Regions from separate parts of the Mus musculus genome. Here all the other regions are linked to region 1. The links are chromatin contacts, called in public Hi-C and promoter capture Hi-C maps. All regions are on one chromosome and are shown on one strand. Each heading gives the region's core, a stretch centred on a gene start, on an enhancer-like site or on the middle of the called end of the contact. The rest is flanking DNA. Distances are from core to core; before and after follow the strand shown.

The links. Promoter capture Hi-C pulls out the DNA fragments that hold promoters and counts their contacts. A called contact is a pair of places that touch in the nucleus more often than the background predicts.
Region 2: a Hi-C map of the N1E-115 cell line shows a contact between it and region 1, with 7 times the contacts expected there. The contact joins two enhancer-like sites. A contact is called at or near these places in 4 of 15 datasets of contacts at CTCF or cohesin (embryonic stem cells, hippocampal excitatory neurons and pro-B cells), 55 of 484 Hi-C or Micro-C datasets (B cells, the Ba/F3 cell line, the C10 cell line and 28 more), 7 of 115 datasets of contacts at active chromatin or transcription factors (bone marrow-derived macrophages, craniofacial prominence, double positive thymocytes and 2 more) and 3 of 9 other capture datasets (adipose tissue, embryonic stem cells and macrophages).
Region 3: a contact with region 1 is called in a promoter capture Hi-C map of embryonic stem cells, with 3 times the contacts expected there. The contact joins the promoter of 2410003I16Rik here to the enhancer-like site in region 1. A contact is called at or near these places in 11 of 39 promoter capture datasets (the C10 cell line, the HPC-7 cell line, cranial neural crest and 4 more), 4 of 15 datasets of contacts at CTCF or cohesin (embryonic stem cells, large pre-B cells, pro-B cells and 1 more), 18 of 484 Hi-C or Micro-C datasets (ECoMG myeloid progenitors, the HL-1 cell line, embryonic fibroblasts and 4 more), 12 of 115 datasets of contacts at active chromatin or transcription factors (embryonic stem cells, large pre-B cells and stem cell-derived neural progenitor cells) and 5 of 9 other capture datasets (adipose tissue, embryonic stem cells, liver and 2 more).

What each region holds. Positions count from the first base shown.
Region 1 is chr16:93,915,840-93,920,637 of GRCm38.p6, reverse strand. Cldn14 (claudin 14) reads left to right here. Exons shown (of 2, transcript NM_001165925.1): 2 at 601-1,607. The coding sequence starts at 682. The coding sequence ends at 1,401. Among named protein-coding and RNA genes, the nearest start is that of Gm31012, 11 kb to the left of the region's middle. Within about 2 kb of position 2,512, at least 87 of the 459 cell types and tissues checked have an H3K27ac peak or open chromatin away from gene starts, as enhancers often do. A contact at or near this core is called in ECoMG myeloid progenitors, the G1E-ER4 cell line, the HPC-7 cell line and 5 more, where this site is marked.
Region 2 is chr16:94,036,485-94,041,282 of GRCm38.p6, reverse strand. All of the region lies in intron 5 of Gm31175 (a long non-coding RNA gene), which reads left to right. Among named protein-coding and RNA genes, the nearest start is that of 2410003I16Rik, 28 kb to the right of the region's middle. Within about 2 kb of position 2,687, at least 3 of the 459 cell types and tissues checked have an H3K27ac peak or open chromatin away from gene starts, as enhancers often do. A contact at or near this core is called in the G1E-ER4 cell line and the N1E-115 cell line, where this site is marked.
Region 3 is chr16:94,008,202-94,012,999 of GRCm38.p6, reverse strand. 2410003I16Rik (a long non-coding RNA gene) reads right to left here and starts at 2,345. Exons shown (of 4, transcript XR_003951876.1): 1 at 1,889-2,345; 2 at 1,490-1,567; 3 at 1-1,145. It also overlaps a transcript of Cldn14 not described here.

The DNA of each region.
Region 1 (4,798 bases), core at 1,263-3,762:
CCTACGCTGGGCAGTCTCTGTAACTAAGAAAGCAGGCTGAGCCCTGGCTTACACTCCTGTCAGATGCATTAAGCATCTGGCCACTTGGAATCCTGTCCCTGGGCAGGAGTCAGCAAGCTTGATGTCACATCAGGCCTGAATTCCAAAACAGCCCCTGACCTGCCTCTGAGGTGCCAGAGAAAGTCGCCCCCTTACAGACACAGCCCCCAAGGCCATTCTCTAAGTCACAACAGGTACACACCCTAACTAACGCATGTCAGTCCAAGCTGTGTGGAAGGAAGGTTGAGGTGTAACAGAAAAACCTGAGTGTACATATAAGGTAGAACTCCCTCTGTGTGCTTTCCCTAAGTCGTAGGTCCCGGAGACATCGAGAATGGGAGCTCTGGGGTCTCCAGGAAGCACAGGCTGCTGGGACCTGCATCCTCTCATCCAGCTCTGTCCTTCCACCCTGAGGAGCCTCCATTTTTTTTTTTTCAGGACATGTTAATTATCATAGGAACTGCCTATGGAAAAGTGTTTTGGTGACAGAAATAAAGGCATCGAGATAATATTTAACCCAGTTCCCTTTTCTTGCCCTCCCTCTCCTCCTGGCTTTATTAGGCTTCCTGCGGGCACCTAAGGACCAGATCCATCCCTGGGGACCTGGGCACTGCTCAGCGCGGCTAGCAGGGGCCCTTAGCCATGGCCAGCACAGCGGTCCAGCTCCTAGGCTTCCTGCTTAGCTTCCTGGGCATGGTAGGAACGCTCATCACCACCATCCTGCCACACTGGCGGAGGACGGCCCATGTGGGCACCAACATCCTGACTGCCGTATCCTACCTGAAGGGACTGTGGATGGAATGTGTGTGGCACAGCACAGGCATCTACCAGTGTCAGATCTACCGCTCACTGCTGGCGCTGCCCCGGGACTTGCAGGCCGCCCGGGCGCTCATGGTCATCTCCTGCCTGTTGTCGGGCATGGCCTGCGCCTGCGCAGTAGTGGGCATGAAGTGCACACGCTGCGCCAAAGGCACACCCGCCAAGACCACCTTTGCAGTGCTGGGGGGCGCGCTCTTCCTGCTGGCCGGCCTGCTGTGCATGGTGGCCGTGTCCTGGACCACGAATGACGTGGTGCAGAATTTTTATAACCCGCTGCTGCCCAGTGGCATGAAGTTTGAAATCGGCCAGGCCCTGTACCTGGGCTTCATCTCCTCATCCCTGTCTCTCATCGGGGGCACCCTGCTCTGCTTATCCTGCCAGGACGAGGCCCCCTACAGACCCTACCCGCCCCAGTCCAGGGCCGGAGCTACCACCACGGCTACCGCCCCTGCCTACCGCCCACCAGCGGCCTACAAGGACAACCGTGCCCCCTCGGTGACCTCAGCCGCGCACAGTGGGTACAGGCTGAATGACTACGTGTGAGTTCCTTCCCCGGGCTTCTGCCAGGGATGCTGGGCCCCAAAGGACCAATGATGGATGTGGGAAGGATGCAGAGAGCAAGCCCGGAACACAGGGAAGGAGGTGCTCTTCAAAGCAAAGACTTCTAAAAAGTGCTGGTTTTTTATTTATTATATGTATTTATGCGGGTGGCTTAATAAGAGCTCAATAAAGAGTGTCTTGGAAGCGTGGCCCATCCATCGGGTTGGTTTGTCTCACGGGAACAAGCCGCGTGGAGGTGGTCTGTGAGGCGGGCAGCAGTAGCTCCTGCTGCATCTTCAAGGTGTGGAAAGCCTCATCTGAGTCCTGGGGATTTGGAGTATCCTGGTTATGCAGCCAAACTAAGGACCAGGAGCCCTGACCTTGACACTGAATCACTAGCATCCACTAGTGCATGATGGGAAAATCTAGAAAGCTGACTGCTGTGCCCCCAGGAAGTCACAGAGGCCCCTGTAAATCTAGAAGCAAGCCTCAAAGGACACCACACAGCAGAAAGTTAAGCGAGTGTTGCTGTCTACCTGAAAACGGTTCCCACTGTGTAGTGTGTGTGTGTGTGTGTGTGTGTGTGTGTGTGTGTGTGTGTGTGCGCGCGCGTGCGCGCGCCCGCACTTGTGTGTGAGAGAAAGGGGAAGGGGGGCAGCGTAGAGAGTGAAGGACAGTTCCCCAGAGTCTTACTCTACTGCCACCTTGTGGCAGAACCTGGGATCACACCATTCAGGTCATAGGCTTGCCCAAAGCCTCTCTTATCAGATAAGAGTCTTGCTGGCTCAACAGTTCTTCCTTTAATAAGTTACAAAGAGAAGCGGAAGAGGTTCTGGTACCTCTGCTTTCTGTGCGTTGGCACGAAGTTCAGTCAGGAGTGCTTGGCCCCCAGGGCTTAGCTGTAAATGTTACCCTCTTTTTCTAAGTCCTAGCTGCCGTGACAACAGGTTCTAGGGAGCTCCTTTACCTAGAAAAAGAAAATCCTAGAAAGTTGTGAGGACCCCAGTGTCCTTCCTGGTTCCAACCACATGACCAGAAAGCTGTCTGCTGTCTCCCTGAACCTCCCTCCCACACCCTACCCCAGGGAATCTAGAGCTGTGCTCACATCCTTTCTCTGCCCTGGCCTCTGCCAAAGGCTTTGAGTGGGGAGGACACACCCACTCAAGGGCTGAGCGTGAGAGTCCCCAGCACGAGAGTTGCAGTGGGGCAGGGTGAGGCTCAGTGGCTCAGCCTGGGGAGACCCTGGCCCATGATCACAAAGGGTAAAACTGAATATCCAAACGGAATGTGGAGAAAGGGTCACAGCCCAAGCCCTAGACCTACACAGGCGTCAATGATGTCATAACCCTGTATTAGTTATGATCCTAATTACAGCCACCTGTCAGTGACTGGGGCAAAGTTCAATCGGTGAGTGCTTACCCAGCGCTGGGTTAGAGCCCCAGCCCCACATAAAGCCAGGCGTGGAGAGGCACACCTGTTAGCGAAGAAATTGGGAAGTGGAGATCAGAAGGTCGGAAGTTCAAAGCCATCCTTGGCTACACAGCCAGTTCAAGGCCAGTCTGTGCTAACCAACACACCTCACCTGTTAAGATGCGACTCAAGGGAAGGAGGGCCTATTTTGGCTACAGTCTGAGGGCTCAGTCCAGCGCAGCATCAGGACTGTGAGCATGGACATGTCGAATCCAGTCAGGAAGCAGTAAAAGATGGACCCGGGTTCTCAGCCAGCTTTCTCCCTGCCGTCAGCCCTGCACCCTAGCCCACAGAACCGTGCTACCCACAGTTTGTGCGGCTCTTCCATCCTTCCTCAGTTTACCAACCTCAAATCATCCTCACAGATGTGCCCGGTAATTAATCTGCTAGACGATTCTAGAGCCGTGGTTCTGTTTTTCTTTTCTTTTTTAAAATTTATTTATTTATTTTATGTATATGAGTGAGTACACTGTAGCTGTCTTCAGACGCACCAGAAGAAGGCCTCAGATCCCATTACAGATGGTTGTGAGCCACCATGTGGTTGCTGGGATTTGAACTCAGGACCTCTGGAAGAGCAGTCAGTGCTCTTAACTGCTGAGTCATCTCTCCAGCCCGAGCCTTGGTTCTTAACCGTCCCAATGCTACGACCCTTTAATACAGTTCCTCATGCTGTGGCGACCCCAACCATAAATTATTTTGTTGCTACTTCATAGCTGTGATTTTGCTTCTATTATGAATTGTAATGTAAATATTTGATATGCTGGATATCTGATATCTGGCCCACCAAGGCATCTTGACCCAAGGGTGAGAACCATTGTTCTAGAGTAGTTGACAAAGTTCACTGTCACAGCCTCTAGTGTCATGCTTTGCCCTGACATCACAGGGCTCTCGGGACTCTTAGGAAGCTTGGGGTGGGGGACTTGATCTGAGGAATCTCTCTGTTTCCTTCAGCCAGTCCCACCTACAAATCTGCTCTGACCATGAGGCCTCATGAGATCTCCTGGTGTCTTGTTAAGGTTTCTATTGCTGTGACAAATCACTGTGACCAAAAGCAAGTTGGGGGAGACAGGATTTGTTCAGTTTACACTTCCACACCCATAGTTCACCACTGGAGGAAGTCAGGACAAGGACTCAAGCAGAACAGGGACCTGGAAGAAGGAGCGGAGGCAAAGGCCGTGGAGGGGTGCTGCTTACCAGCTTGCTCCTCATGGCTTGCTTGCTCGGCCTGCTTTCTTATAGAACGGAGAATGGCCAGCCCAGGGATGGCTCCACCCACCATGAGTTGGTGATCACAAATTTTAAAAAATGCCTTACAGCCAGATCTTAGGGAGGCATTTCCTCAGCTGAGTTTTCCTCATTCCCAGTGACTCCAGCTTGGGTCAAGTTGACACAAAACCAGCCAGCACATCTGACAGCACCAGGTAGCTAATCAGACAAGAGCAGGCTTGAAGGTCACTGGGGATGCCCCCCGCCCCCCAATCAGCAGCTTTATAAAATGAAGAACTCAAAAGATAAGAGCTGTGTGTCTAAGTATAACATTTTCAAAAATAAAGAAAAATTGAAGCTGGGCAGTGGTGGCGCACACCTTTAATCCCAGCACTTGGGAGGCAGAGGCAGGTGGATTTCTGAGTTCGAGGCCAGCCTGGTCTACAAAGTGAGTTCCAGGACAGCCAGGGCTATACAGAGAAACCCTGTCTTAAAAAAACAAAAAAAGGGGCTGGTGAGATGGCTCAGTGGGTAAGAGCACCCGACTGCTCTTCTGAAGGTCCAGAGTTCAAATCCCAGAAACCACATGGTGGCTCACAACCATCTGTAACAAGACTGACTCCCTCTTCTGGAGTGTCTGAAAGACAGCTACGGTGTCCTTATCCTTACATATAATAAATAAATAAATCTTTAAAAAAAAAGAAAGAGAGAGAGAAATGAAAGA
Region 2 (4,798 bases), core at 1,438-3,937, 120 kb before region 1:
TTTATCTCAGACTGACTTTAAAAAAAAAAAAATGTTTGCGCTGCCCCCATATGGCCCGGCTTCAAGTTGATTAGATATGGGGCTGGGTTGTAATGGATTAGAACGTGGGATTTGTTTGCTTGGTAATATTTTAAGAAAGCAATGAAAGAGGCTGAAAGATTGGGGCCGGGCGGGGGTGGGGGGATACTGTATATTTACAGTCCGACTCCATTTTCATTACCGGAAAAGACACCTTATTTAGGAATGTGGATTATGGCTCTCTGTCACTTTCTGATGTGTGTTTCATTCCTTTCCTGAGTTACAAATCCCTATAGATTGGGGGGACTTACGAGGCACACTTGGACATTTGTTTTCCTCTTAGTGTCTTTTCTTTTTTGACTCGGATCTCTCCCTTGGAATTTTTTCCTCCCTCCTTTCATTGACCGGCTTTCCTGAAAGCCAGTCTGCCCAGAGAGTTCCTGGCATTGTTAGAAGGATTATTGAAATGAGTCCCGTGAACGCGGGAGTCTGCTGCCCCAGTTGTTAGACACCGGCGCTCTGCCATCTGGAAACGCTAATTTCAGCTCTTATTTTGGTAAACATCTCTCATCTTCAACATTTTCGACAGCTATGCGCAGCCACGTCCCTGCTTATGAGATGCTCTGCAGCCACACACAGTGCCGGGGAGGGAGGGAGAGTGGGCAGGCGGGCAGTTTGTCCCATGTGCTGCGACTGTGACCTGAAACCTTTGGACGGGAGCTCAGGTTCCTGGGCATTCTGGGTCTCAGGCTGAAGGTCTTCAGTGATGCTTTCGCGCTTCATCAGCCATGAGAATCCTTTGCAGTCATTGCAGAAGTGTGTAAGATACCAAGGGTTGACGCTATCAGTTGGATATTCCCAAAGAACTCAAAAGAAAGAACATAAACGCAACAGTGACTATCTGAGGTGATAAGCACCCTGACTGATCATTGCTCTTGTAGGTTCTCACAATAGGTATGCATCCACTAAAAATGAAGAGAAACATGCCCAAAAGCAAATCAGTTCCCCACTTAAAGAATAAAAAGGGAGACTGGGGCTGTGAGTGTGGGCTGGGAGCATGGGCTGGGGACTAGGGAGGATTTGCCCCACAGCCCCACTTCCTTTGACAGAACCTAGCCAGTTGGCTTTATATGGCCAGCCTGCTATGCATAATCTCCTCCCTGTTATGGCCCGTCATCCTTCTTCTGTCCTGAATGCGTTGAGAGTTTTTATCATGAGAACAAATTGAATTTTGCCATCCCCCACCACCTTTGACAGAGTCTCAAGTAACCTTCAGGCTGGCATTGAATTCTTAGTTTTAAATTTGGATTTTTAAATTTTGTTTTTGTTTTTTGGAGACAGGGTTTCTGTGTGTAGCCCTAGCTGTGCTGGGACTCGCTCTGTAGACCAAGGCTGGCCTTGAACTCAGAGATCCGCCTGCTTCTGCCTCCCGAGATTAAAGACATGAAATAGAAAATATCATCCTGGGTGAGGTAACCCAGACCTAAAAGGACATGCATGGTGTGCACTCACTGATAAGTGGATATCAGCCAAAAAGTACAGAAAACCTAGGATACAATCCACAGGCAGTAAGAAGTATAAAAAGCAGAAAGGCCCCGGTGAGGGTGCTTCAATCCCTCTTGGAAGAAAATAATCACAGGAGGCAGAGAAAGGGAGGGAGCTGGGTGGGAGGGGGAGGGGGAGGGAAGAAGGACCCACCTGCTCCCATGTCTTTAGTGCAGACGTTACAAGCACAGGACACTTTTTAGTTGGATGTCAGGGCCTATGTTACTGGCTGGCAAACAACTTGCCTTGCTGAGCCGTCTCTCTGCCAGAGCCTGGTGTTCTGTGTTAGCCAGGGCAAGCAATACTGGCTGATAAAGGAACGGAATGCTTGCCGACGACCCCCTCGTGCTGAGTGCAAACACTCCCATTCTTCACTTTACCTATCTCCCATAACAGACCACCTTGTGCTGGTGACACTGGTGACGTCACCCGGAACCCAGGGAAGCCTCCTGCCTTGACTATTAGCTCCTGGTTCTTCTTTTCTTATAAAGCCACCAGTCACATCGGCTCTGGAGTCATCCCACTTGAGTATGATCTCACTATAAAAAAACGCCATAGCCATTTTGTCCAAATATGGTCATTTCCCCACTGGGGACTCAAACCTCAGCATTTCTGCATGAGGGACACACGGAGACTGACAGCAAGCATGCTGGACAAGGCGCTGGAAGTCATCTTCAGAAACCTTGACGTTGTCTCAAAGAGCCCAAGCAGAGCCGCTGTACTGGGTCGTGGAGTGAGTCAAACACACATCCTCGCTCAGACCCTTGTTCAGTGGCACCAGAGACCCCGTGTTTGCTCCGGCAGACTCAGTCTCTTCTGATGACTGCAGGTTTGATGCTCTAAGGGATTCTGGGATACCAATGCCGGCACAATCCTCTACCCCTTCCTGCCGCCAGAGTTCCTGATCACTTCCCTTGTTAGACAGCGGTCCTTCTGGCTACAGACCCAATTCTCAGCAACCAGTGATGGATAGCCAAGCTCAAAATTCCACTCCCACTCCTTGTCCCTGACACAGCTCCAGCCATCTTCCAGATTCCTGTCTTCAACTGCATGGCAGCCATAATTGAACTTTCTGCCGAGATTTACCAGATAGTTGGCCCTGGACCACCAATGTCAGCAGTACACGCTTCCCACAGCAGCTGTTTAGAGGTGTGGGTAAAATACAGAAAGGATTGGCAGTAGAACTGCACCAAATTCTACCCTGTTCGAGAAGCCCCCACGCCCTTGGACATCTGGAAGCCTGCCAAGACAATGGGGACATTAGGGCCTCCTCACCTGTCTCCAAGGTCTGTCCCTACACATGGCTGCCACTGTCAGGGAATCATGCGCCCCCTGGTGGATGCTTTATATTCTCATAACAATGGAGAGGGCATGCAAAAATCAGGACAAATTCCCCAAAGATGCAACACACCAAAGGAGACACTGAAGCCACCGGGGTCAGACACTGAAGCTCCGGGGTCAAAGGTGAGGAGAAGGCAGAGAGGTGGTGGCCTACGATCTCCAAGGGCACCCCCACAGCCTCCCGTCTTTTATTGGTGAAATCTTGGAATGGCATGGATTTTAACTTTCTAGTTTCCTTATCTGGTTGAAAATAGGCTATAAGCTGTTGTGTGGAATAAGGGGAGCCACAATATGTAACTTATTTATTTATTGTTGTTGTTATTTTGTAGCTCTGGCTATCCTGAAACTCACTAAGTAGATCAGGCAGGCCTTAAACTTACAGAAATCTACTTGCCTCTGTCTCCCAAGGATTAAAGGTGTGCACTATCATACTTGGTCAGGAAATACAGAATTTTAACCACTCTTAGAAAGATCTGTGCTTTAGTAAGCTATTTGTCTTCTAAAAATTCTTTCTTTTCTTTTTTCTCCTTCCTCTTCTTTCCATGTTTTCTCTCTCCCCCTCCCCCTCTCCCCTCCCCTTCTCCCCTCCCCCTCTCCCCTCTCCCTCTCCCCTCTTCCTCTCCTCTCCCTCTCTGTTAGGGCTAATGAGCTAAACCAGTAGGACCCAGGCAGACGCCGTTCCCAGCTTTCTTACCAGTAAACATCATGGAAGATGGTACATGGCAGGACATGGGCTGTAAGATGGCAGGGAAGCATACACACACGCACACATGCACACACACATGTACACGAATGCACATGCATACACACATGCACACACACATGTGCACGCATGCACATGCATGCACACATACACACATGCACACATGTACACACATGCACATGCATGCACACACATGCATGCACATGCATACACACATACACACATGAACACGTGTACACACACATGTGCACACATGCACATGCTCATGCACATGCGTACATCATGCATCAAGCATGTCTGGTGACTTACCACCTCATCACCCGCCAGCATAAGTTGCCATTTCTATAGGATTTGCCTCACTGCAGGCGACCAGCTAGCATGTGTTGGAAAAGCCAAGCTTGAGGCAGAGGTGATGTAATCCACATGGTAGAGGTGTGCTTCACTGACTTCCAGAAACACCATAGGTAGCAAATGTTTTCTTACTACCCTGCTAGAAAAACACGCACCGAGCACACACACCTTGCTCTTTGCCACCCTCTCATCATTGCAAGGTGAAAGATCCTACAGGTGTGGAAGGGGCTTGCTCCAGGAGGCTACTGCTCCCCAACAAAGCCAAAACGGCAACAACACTGCAAATGTGTCTCAATCTGCTGTGACATCCACTTGGTACAGGAAAGGTCCACTGACTCGTGGCCAGCTTCCCCTCAGGCACGGAAAAGGTTAAGTGGCCACTCACCCTGGAGTTCTGGCCCAAGAGTACAGTGTCAGGAGACTTCAGGCAGTGGCAGTAGCCAGCAGGAAAGAGGTGGCTTTGGGCGTGGGACACTTGGGGTCACCTGGCAGGGTGTGCCCTCTGAGATGAAGTTCAGGTCACTGGGTGGGTGGGGAGGTTACTCGTGAAAGGGTTATTTTCTTCTACACAGAACAATAGCTCACCGTTCAGCACCGAGGCAGCAGTTGGGTGAGCCAGAGCAATTGGGGGAAGTCTGTCCTCGTTGAGCTATGAGGTGTGGTGTGTGGGAACACTAGGTTCCACGGGTCCTAGAACAAGGAAAAACCTAGCAGTTTCTCTATTTTGCCTCAGAGAGGAGAAGGCCTGGTTGAATGCTCTTCTCCACCCTGTTTTTCTCTGTTCTGTGGCTGTGCCATGATGCAGGGTTGGGTGGGCAGGAGTTTGTAGAAGAAACCTCT
Region 3 (4,798 bases), core at 1,096-3,595, 93 kb before region 1:
AGTGTGGATACTTCAATGCATCTTAGAAAGGGGAACAAAACACCCATGGAAGGAGTTACAGAGACAAAGTATGGAGTAGAGACTGAATGAATGATCATCCAGAGACTGCCCCACCTGGGGATTCATCCCATAAACAACCACCAAAAACAGACACTATTGTGGATGCCAACAAGTGCTTGCTGACAGGAGCCTGATATAGCTCTCTCCTGAGAGGCTCTGCCAGTGCCTCACAAATACAGAAGTGGATGCTCATAGCCATCCATTGGACTGAGTACAGGGTCCCCAATGGAGGAGCTAGAAAAAGGACCCAAGGAGCTGAAGGGGTTTGCAGCCCCATGGGAGGAACAACAATATGAACTAACCAGTACCCCCAGAGCTCCCGGGACTAACCACCAACCAAAGAGCACACATGGTGGGACTCATGGCTTCAGCTGCATATGCAGTAGAGGATGGCCTAGTCGGATATCAGTGGGAGGAGAAGCCCTTGGTCCTAAGAAGGCTCTGTGCCCCAGTGTGGGGGAATGCCAGGACCAGGAAGCAGGAGTGGGTGGGTTGGTGAGTGGGAAGAGTGGGGAGGTTGCTTTTCCGGAGGGGAAACCAGGAAAGGGGATAATATCTGAAATGTAAATAAAGAAAATGTCCAATTAAAAAAGAAAAAGAAAAAAAAAAAGACATAAAGTCCACTGGCTTACTCTGACGACCAGGCTGCCCACCCCAAGGTCACTCAGAACTCAAGGCCATTCTCCTTGTAAGTGGGTTTGCATCATCTCTCCCTTAGCCCAGTCTCCCCAGGTCTAACCTCAAGCAGTTAAGCACATGGGCTGAGAGTCTGTCATTTCAATCACCCACTCACTGTAAGAAAGCCAAGGTGATACGCAAGGCTTTGTGGTCCTTGGCTTGCGGTTGGAGGATGCTCCAGCATCTTTACACTGCTGCAGAGCTGACAGCTCACACGGGATTCCAGGAAGCCGTTCGGCTGTCTTTTTGAGAACTGTGGAGTCCTGAGGTTTGGAGGCTCCAAAGCAGGTCTTGTTGCTCTGGGACCAAATTTAAACTCCAACAGAATGGAATGTCCTATCTCTAGAGACTTCCTTTCTTGGAGATTTAAGGTCCCTTCCTAACAGATGGTCTGTTGAGGGCAGAACCTGGGTCAAAGACAAAGTGGTGAATGTCGGATTAGCAATAAGAAACCTCACAAAACACACTAGGATGCCTTGAAACGCATAGGTAGGGAAGGGGGAGGCGAGCAGAAACTGAGGACCACATTTGACTTTGGGTGTAATTTCTGCACCCCCCGCCCCGACATCACCCCCCCCCTCATGTCCCTCCCCCACGATCCAGCCTGGTTTTTACTTCACTCTCCTGCTGCCTCTGTGACTTCAGTGACTGCTTTCCCCATCTGTTCCTCATCCTGTCTCCTGCCCCCTCTAGCCCCCCCTTGTCCCCTACCCCCCCTACCCCCGCGCAGAAATGGAGCCTTTCTCCCAACCTGTTTCTTTCTGCTGCTGACCCATTGCCACGGCAACTCTGCAGCGCAGCAACATACTTCCTCTTCCAGTTCTTGGCACTTCAGAGTAAAAGACAAAAAAAAAAAAAAAAAAAAGTCTGCTGCAGTGGTGCAAATCTCCCCCTTCTTCAGTGTGTTCACTCAGAAAGCACAGCTCAGCCCCTGTTTCTCGCTCCTAATCTCTGCTTCTCCTTCTGAGATTTATAGCTCAGATATATGTCTGCCCCTTCTTCAAGCTAGCTACAGGCTGGTGTCTTCATCCATCACCCTGCCTGCTATCCATCTCACACCGTGGTCAGTCCTCGAGGGCCTGCTGCACCGGCTCACCCTCTTCCCGTTTGCCTGGTGCGTTCCTTTTTCCTTTCTTCTTCTCCTCCTCACCTTAGTTCTCTTCCTCCTCCTTTTTCGTCTTCTTGCTCGTTTGTTTGTTTTTGAGACGGGGTCTTACTGCGTAGTTCTAACTAGCCTGAAACTCCGAGATCTGCCGGTCTCTCCATCCTGAGTGCTGGGATTTAAGGTTTGTGCCACCAGGGCCAGCCTCCTTGCATTTTTCTAATGGAAATTTTACACCTCCCCAGAGGACAGCAGTGTCAGGCACCTGCCTGGCCACCTAACATGGGTGAGGTGGGGTGGGGAAGAGTCCTTGTCTTTTCAGCAGCATCAGGCACCTGCCTGGCCACCTAGCCTGGGCCTCCTTGTCATCTCAGCAGCATCAGGCACCTGCCTGGCCACCTAGCCTGGGCCTCCTTGTCTTCTCAGCTGTTTGCCGTTGCACATAGTTCCCAGAGGGTGTTGGGAGGAACAACAGTCCCAAAGAATGGTCTACCAAATGAAGCACCATTCAGTAAAGAAATTGTTTCCTTAAACACACGGTCCCTAAAGACAAACAAGCATAGAGCTCGTTATTGGGGTCACATGGGCAAACATGCCTTGGGGACAGTTCATTCTGTGTGTCAACTTGGTTGGGCATGATCCAGATATGAGTCCAAAAGTTATCCTGGATGTTTCTGTGAGAATGTTTGTTTCTGTCTCAGGGCAGGCAGAAACCTGGAGGCAGGGGTTAATGCAGAGGCCGTGGAAGGGTGCTGCTTACTGGCTTGCTCGCCATGGTTTGCTCAGCCTGCTTTCTTATAGAACCAGGACCATCAGCCCAGAGATGGCCCCGCCCACAATGGGCTGGGCCCTCCCCCATCAATCACTAATCAAGATATCCCCTGTAGCTGAATCTTACCGAGGCACTTTCTTAATCAAGGCTCCCTCCTTTCAGGTGACTCTAGCTTGTGTTGAGTTGACATAAAAACTAGCCAGCACAGTTAAATCGATACAGTAGACAGCAGAGGGCATTATGCCCATGATGTAGGTGGCCTCATTTCGTTAGCTGGAGACCTAAATAGACAGGAAAAAAAAAAAAAACCCACTGCCAAGGGGGTACTCTGTTTAGGGAATGGTCTTGAAGTCGAACCACACTATTGACTCTCTGAGGGACTTTAATTAGTATATGTGCATGTATGAGTTAGTCTGTGCTCCTCAGCTAGCCTGTGCACCTGTGCGCTGTCTGTGGAGATCAATATCAAGTGTCCCCCTCAGTTGCTAGCCACCTTACTTTTTGAGAGAGGGTCTCTCACTGAGCCAGCTTGGCTGCCGGTTGGTCGAGCTCCGGAATTTGTCTCCCTGCACCCACCCACCCGGGGGTGACAGGCATGCATAGCCATGCTCAGCTTTTTCTTTATGCTTGCACGACAGTTTACCCACGAAGCACTCTCCAGGTCCTTGTCTGTCAGTATTTCTAAGCTCACTTTAAAGATCAAAACAGGCACAAGACACATATGCAAGGTCATTCATAATGGGGAACAGAGCTGGGACCCAGCTGGCCCGTGTGCCTGCAGGCTGCTTAGCTTCACAATCTGCCTGCCTTTCCCTGGTGCCAGGGTGGAGTCTCTTATACCAAAGTGTCTTGTGCATGTGGTATTGATAAGCTTGGGTAGTAGGTAGACCGAGTGGCTGAAGAAACGGGAAGCAGTGTGCATGCCCAGCCTTAAGCAAGTGTGGACTAATGTGAGTCTTGTCTTCTGCTGGACAAGACCTATCTAGACCCCAGGCTTCAGTGGAGATGAACACACCATGGAGGTGACCTGGGCAGTGACCAGGTGATGGGGGACAATTCCCCTGGCAATAAAGTCATTTACAAGTTAATCTTTACTTTCAGTCTCTCTGTCTTTCCCTCTCAGCCTTGCTGTGTCTTCCCCACTCACCTAAGGAGACACTTCTTGTGTGTGCGTTTCTTCTTGCCACCTGGACAGAGCTGCCTCTCTGGCCACTTCTGATCTCATCCTTCTCTAATACAATCATCGATCCATCGATCGATGCCACCCCTTCCACCAACTGTATTTCTTCCCGGAACCGCCTCACTGCCTTGACTTTCCTCTGGCTATTTTCCCATTTCTTAGTACTGTTCTCAATCTGAGCTTTCTTCTGAATTTGGACACCAAGTGTCACCAGCGGTGACGGGCAACAATGAGGCCTAAGAAAACAGGTCATTTGAGCTGCAGAGACGTCAGGGAAAGGCTCTCAGGACTCGATTGGCCTTTTGTTAGGAGAACAGAGACTTTATGAGCCGGCTGAGCGAGACACTGGCCCCTTTTTAAAAAGGACAGAGTCGGAATGGCATGTTCTGAAAGGGCAGCGTTGATAGCTGAAACTAGGTGCGCCTCAGGCCGGGGCTGTGGGAAGCCCGAGCATCTTGGGCACCAGCAAAGTTTCTAGCAGCCTTGGGAAGGAGAGGAAAGTCAGGTGGATCTGATTGGTGGGAAAGGTGACCTGGGGAAACTTGCCCTGTGGTTCATACAACCTGCCAGGCAGAAGCAGGAGCCAGGGGCACCTGAGCAAGAAACCCCATAAGATGTTCAAGTGGAGTTCCAGACAGGCACCTGGATATAGTTCTGGACCCGGAGGGGGACGCGTCAACACTGTGAGTACCGTCTCTGACGTTGGTTGGGTATTTGTGTCTCTCTCCCCATCACGGACAGTCCAAATTGTAGGTGGGGCGGTGGGATGGAGGAAGGTGAGAGAGGAAAGACACAGAAGGAGGGAAGGGAGGAGAACCCATGTCTCGGTGAAGCAGATCAGGCTGGTGATTAATTCTCTGACTTGCTTTAGTAAGTGATTATGGGTACCTAGAACCTGCAGCCATTAGTGTATCCAGCCGAGCTCAAGGGAAGACCAGAGAAAGACATGGAGATAGAAGGATTGATTTGGGTTATATTGGCTTGGCTTTCATGGCCATTGCTGGCC